Linked DNA regions of Sus scrofa: region 1 is linked to region 2. A link is a contact called in public Hi-C data. All regions are on one chromosome and are shown on one strand. Each heading gives the region's core, a stretch centred on a gene start, on an enhancer-like site or on the middle of the called end of the contact. The rest is flanking DNA. Distances are from core to core; before and after follow the strand shown. Region 1 holds the start of RDH11 (retinol dehydrogenase 11). Region 2 holds the start of VTI1B (vesicle transport through interaction with t-SNAREs 1B).

Region 1 (3,219 bases), core at 569-3,068, 39 kb after region 2:
AGCCGGCCTCAGATTGTTTTCTCTGCAAGTCTTGGGGACTCAATTTAACAGAATCTGTTGACTGGGAGATGTATTTTTAAGGAGCATTTCAACCGTTTTCACTGAACTTAGAATGGCAAAGTACACACTTCTAGCCACCAAAGTTCCTGCTTAGAAGAAACAGGTCAATAAGGAAGTAAACTAACTCACGGTGCTTACCAAGGGATATATATCCTCCCCCTCAGGACAAGCCCTGCTGCTCAGTTTCCCACATCCCTTTCAGCTTTAGCTCCAGGAGCCACAACATATCAGGACCCAGGTAGAGACCTAGCTCTCCCTTCTAACCAGCAGAAAGGAAAGAAACAACCAACCATAAAAGTCCATGAAAGTCCAGCACTGGTCTAGTCCCTATGACCTAGCTAGGGGGCTGGGATCACAACCCTTTGAGTATAACTTTCCTTAGAAAAATCTCTTTAAGAGATGAGCACTGCTTTTAGTTCTGGTGCAACTTTTCACTGAGATTCTAAGTGGCTAAGAGGACTTTGTGATGCAAAGAGATAAAAGGCAGCCTTTTCATCCCAGTACCTGCACCCGTGTGTGTCTAAGAGGTGGGAGCACTGCGTGTTCAGAGGGAAGGAAAAGTACAACTGCAAGAGGGGCTCGAGAAAGGTGGGGAAGGAGGAGAGAAGAGGTGGAGGTATTAAGAAACGGTAGAGTGATCTAGCGGGCCTTCCAGTTCCATTCAGTTAACAAGTCCCCCCACCCCCACTCCCATCTCCACCAAGGGAAAGAGTGTGTCTCTTCAGTCACTGGTCTGCCGTCACTACTGGTGACTTACTCAGAACCAATCGTCAGGCTGCCTGTTGTGCAGCTTCCTGCCACCCTCTGGGGCTCTCAGCCAGCCATTGGCTGATGTACCACCTAGTTAAGAGACCAAGACCCTCAATCCTCTCCTCCCCAGCCCTAAACCCCGGGGCAGGACTTGGACCCTGCCCCTTCCCCTCCTCCCCGTGCTCCCGCTGCGAACGCAGGGTAGAATAATGAAACCCTTTGTTTCTCTTACACCTGCCCAGAGAAAAAGCGAATCTAACAGCAACAGGATCAAGCAATGAGGCTGCAGTTGTCACGACTCCCATCGAGGGGCAGTTTTAGAGAGCAAAAAGTCGAATCGCCCCATTGTACTTCAAAGGCTGGAAGGAAGAAGCTAAACAGGGCAGGTTCAAGGTGCGGGAGCTAAGGGAAAAACAATCTTGAGGGCTACATCCCACTTCATAGTCTGAAAGCCCCAGAGCTGTAAATTTAAGTGTCTGAGGTAGCCTTGCCCTCGCGGTTCCCTGGAGCCGGAAACGAGGGCGGCTTAGACGAAAAAGGGGGTCAGGAGAAACAAAGCAAGGTTCTGTGGACTGCAGCCTCTTCCCACCGCCTGGGGTCTCCGATCTCGCCCTCCCGCATCCAGGGCAGCAGGATCGCCTCCGACCAATCGAACTCCCCTACTTGGAGCCCCGCAGGGAGTTTTCCCTTCCTACTTTTGAAGACCAGAGCTTCGATGAGAATGAAGGTTTCCCCCCAACACACCACCAAAGACTCCGCAAGAGAAGGGAATACAATTGCACAGACCTGATTTGGGGTACAGCGATGTACAGGAGCAAAGGGAGAAGAAGGAGCAGGAGCAGGACCCCAATCATCTTGCCTAGAGGCAGCTGCGGCTGCTGAAGCGCAGCGAGAGGTCCCAGCGTAGCTAGGGGATTGGGCTTCTCTTCCAAGACACGCCCTGATAAAGTAGCACAGGCCGGGAAGCAAAGCCATCTGGGAAATGTAGTCCAAAGCCCGGTTTAGGGCAAAAAGGCAGAGAGCAGGCCGTTCCCAGACACGGAGAGAAGCTGAATCTTCCATCAGTTACGCAACAAATCCCCAACCAGCTAGGATCTAGGGCCTTTGGAATCATCAAAACAGCTCTCCCACAGCCTCTCTCCCCACGGTGAAATCTTTCCCGTTCCCTCTCTTCTGGTACCCAAGTCCAGACCCTGGTTCAGGTTTCCCCAGTTATGGTTGGGTAGTTGCCGCGTTGCTTCTCCTGGAGGTCAAATATTGGCGTCAGGGAAATGTTCTAAGGCTGATTACACAGGAGTGGAGAGATTGGAGCCTGACAGTTGGCGGGGAGGGGGAGTGCAAAATCTTTCCTCCTTAGGGATTCCTTCACCCGAAGGAGCAGAAGCTACTGGTCCCTAAATATATTACCAGGAGAATCGCTTTATTGTGTCTTTTTGGAATTATAGTGAAATAAATATATATAATGAAATACAAAGTATAATATAATTTTCCTGCTGTTTGAGTGTTAATTGATGATAGAATAGTTTTTTTGGGGGGAGGGGATTGTTTGTTTTGTCTTTTTAGGGCCACACCAGTGGCATATGGAGATTCCCAGGCTAGGAGTTTACAGGTTGAATCCGAGCTGTAGCTTGTGGCCTACGCCACAGCCACAGCAACCGTGGGATCCGAGCCGTGTCTAGCACCTACACCACAGCTCATGGCAATGACAGATCCGTAACCCACTGAGCAAAGCCAGGGATCGAGCCCGTGTCCTCATGGATCTAGTCCTGTTCGTTAACTGCTGAGCCACGACGGGAACTCCAGAATACAGTTTTCTTGATGATTTAGTTATATTAAATCCCAGGGTAGTAATGAATTTCTCATATTAGCACAGTTGGTTTTGCCTACTCATGAAAGTATTTAATCCTGTCTTGGATTAAGGCCATGGAAATTCTCTGGGAACAAGTAGGTTCCCTGGTCAGTCACTCCTTTCCGCTCTGCCATCTGAGGACTATATCTGGATTCTTGGGGGTGAAGGTGGGGAATGTTTTAAGTAATTCTCTGTGCCTCCTGACTGCGCACAGTAATGTATTCTGGTTCTTCTGCATAATTCACTTCCATTTGAATGAAAGACACATGTTCCAAGCTCAATTTGAAGCAATATATTTTATAGCAATTGGAAAGGAGTTTCCTTCACACAATACAAATTTCTACTGATTTAACATTAGATTATCTAATAATCATCATATTTTGCCACACACTCATTACTGGGTTACCTAATATTTGAATAGGGTTTTACATCTGTATTAAAAGCCTTTCATGGAGTTTCCATTGTGGTTCAGTGTAATGACCCAACTAATATACATGAGGTTGTGGGTTTGATCCCTGGCCTCGCTCAGTGGGTTAAGGATCTGGCATTTCCATGACCTG
Region 2 (2,829 bases), core at 261-2,760:
AGCTTCATCTATTATCACAATCTCCTCCTTCCACCCCAAACACTGACCTTCTTGTTCTTCCTAGAATATACCAAGCTCATTTCTGCTCAAGGATCTCTGCAGTACCGTTCTGTCTTCCTGACTCTCACTTTCCCCAGATTTGAATGGTTCACCCCCTTACTTCAAATCTCTGCTCAACTTAACTTCAAATCACCTCCTCAAAGAGGCCTTTCACAGCTACTCAAGTTAAAGCTAGAGCCCCCTCCCTATTTCTTTGCCCTGTTTTATTTTCTCACATTGCTTTAACACCACCTCTTTTTTTTGTCTTTTTGCCATTTCTTGGGCTGCTCGCACAGCATATGGAGGTTCCCAGGCTAGGGGTTGAATCGGAGCTGTAGCCACTCACCTACGCCAGAGCCACAGCAATGCGGGATCCCAGCCGAGTCTGCGACCTACACCACACCTTACAGCAACGCCAGATCAACCCACTGAGCAAGGTCAAGGATCGAACCCGCAACCCCATGGTTCCTAGTTGGATTCGTTAACCACTGAGCCATGACGGGAACTCCGCACCACCTCTTGATATTTATATTATCATCAACCTATAGAAGAGACTTTAAGCGTTTTCACTGTAGTTTGTAATATTACCAGCATCTAGGACAGTGCCTAGCACACAGCAGACTCCTCCAATAAATATGTTAAACAAAGATATAATTCTCACCAGTGTGTCAATTCATATGACCTTGAGGAACTCACAGAGCAAACACTCAAGCTTTGACACTTAAGTAAAAACAACAAAAATCTTACCTGCTTTGCCATGGAGAGCTATTTGTCTTAGGACAAAAAACTATGGCAAACTTCCCTATGTGAATTCGAACTCTTTATTTCCTCCAAGCAAAACCTGCAGCAATCCGAACTTTAAAATCAAGGAGCAAGAAACAGTCTAGGCGGAGTTCAGAGGACGACCATACCTAATGATCACAATCCTGATTTTAAAGAACCCCCCCTCCAAGACTGGTTACTTACCAACCCCCAGAGTTATGACTCCTTTGGGTTCTGAACTTTTTTTGTGCTACGGCTCTTCTGCCAGTCTGGGTCTCTTTTGAAAATAGTTTTGGATATATAAAACAAAAATACAGAAAGCTACAAAAGAAACCCATTCTACTGAAACACAGCATCTCAGATTTAAGGTCTGTACTCTTCTTGCCACGCTGAAGACGAAACGAGAAAAATCTGAACGCTATAGGATCAAAAGGGAACACCTGGCAGTAGGGAGCTCCCGGGTGCCTGGACCCAGCCAACCTTAGGGGGCGTGTCTGAGAATGAGAAGCGAGAGAAGAGGGTGGGGGCCCTTCCTCGCAGAGCTGGCGGAGCCGGGTTCCCCTAGGCTCAGCCCGCCCCCGCCTTACCTGTCCCTGCTATCCCCAGGAGCCGCTCCGGCACCCCTCGTAGGTCTTCATGGAGGCCGCGGAAGATCTCGTGCAGTTTCTCGAAATGCTCCGAGGAGGCGGCGGAGGTGGCCATGGCGGAGGCCGCTCTACAACAGCGGCCGCCGAGACTCAGGGCTCGGGGCCCACTTCTACGCCACCGTCAGCCGCCCAGCCCCGCAGGCATCACGGCGACCGCCGCCACCACCTCCCAGGACGAGGCGCTTCCGGCGCCGCGGCGGGGTCCTGCCGAACCGGAACGCCCACCCCCTGCATGGCGTCACTGACGGCGCGCCAGGCGCCAAAGCCTGACGGAAAGTTTGGCAGCGTGCGCTGCCCGGGCGACTCCTGCGGGGGTGGCAGCGATCTGACGCTAGCCGGCAGTCTCGGAACCCGGGAAATACCCAGCTCGGCGTCGGGGAGAGCGCCACAGCGGAAGGGACTTTGGGGACCCGCAGGCCGGGCGGCACGGCCCCCTCCCTCTCGGGATCCGCCTTCCGTCGAGGGGCTGTAGTGCATGCTGGGGGCTGTAGTTCGGCGCGGAAAACGCCCCTACTCGGAAGTCACGCATCGTTGGGGGCGGTGGCCCTGTGGTCGCCGCGGCCGCGGACGTGACGCTAACATATCGGTAGCGCGTGGTCGTCGTCTTCACTCTGGTGGTAATGTTTGGCCACTCTGATTCAGTCCACATTATGACTGTTAGCTTTCAGTTTTCGGAAAATAGCTGGGTCAGGTTCCTGCCTGCTCTCAAGCAGTAAAGCACTTTGACTGGGAGTCAAGTGATCAGTCATATGCTTTCAGGAGTGGCCCTCGGGCAGGGTGGCCCCTAAAATACTCACCCTCTAGCCGCCGCAGCTGCGGTGCACTCGTTCACTTAGCCGGTGTTTGTCAATTTAAGGGTAGTCACTGTGGTGGGATCTGGGAAAGTGTTGGTGAATAAGTTTCTCTCTGCGCTTGGGTAATTTATAATGAAGGCAGACCTGGCTTTTATCAGCTCTCTCTCAAGTGTAATGTGTTAACAATTACAAGATCTTTTTCTGCACTTCGTGGGTTTTCGTGATTTAATGGAGGAAAATTCCTATTTTCACTGATGAGTTTGCCTATGGAGCCCATTCTGGAATACTTAAAACTGCCCGCACATGTTAAAAATATATGACTGACCAGGGGTAAATGATTTGGTAATTTTTATCTCCTGGACCCTAGTTTTTTATTAGACCGAATTCATTGATCATTGATTCAACAAATTTTTGTTGAGCTCCTAATATTGAACATAGAGATAGATAGCAAAGTCTGAGGTCATCAGTGGCAGTGTACTGTGGTAAGTCCCATAGCATTGTGTTATAAATAAAAGGGACAGGTACAAAAAGAAGTAACAAATAGCCTGGGATGGAAAAAGTGATCTTTTCTTCATGAAAGATTAGTA

What was found. Hi-C and Micro-C count contacts between places; a contact is called where the count stands out from the background.
Region 1: a contact with region 2 is called in a Hi-C map of liver, with 4 times the contacts expected there. The contact joins the promoter of RDH11 here to the promoter of VTI1B in region 2. A contact is called at or near these places in 1 of 5 promoter capture datasets (liver), 7 of 47 Hi-C or Micro-C datasets (fetal heart ventricle, heart right ventricle, liver and 1 more) and 2 of 2 datasets of contacts at active chromatin or transcription factors (alveolar macrophages and skeletal muscle).

The regions. Positions count from the first base shown.
Region 1 is chr7:91,450,712-91,453,930 of Sscrofa11.1, forward strand. It overlaps RDH11 (retinol dehydrogenase 11), which reads right to left and starts at 1,819. Exons shown (of 8, transcript XM_005656347.1): 1 at 1,597-1,819. The coding sequence starts at 1,664.
Region 2 is chr7:91,411,970-91,414,798 of Sscrofa11.1, forward strand. VTI1B (vesicle transport through interaction with t-SNAREs 1B) reads right to left here and starts at 1,511. Exons shown (of 6, transcript NM_214437.1): 1 at 1,389-1,511. The coding sequence starts at 1,503.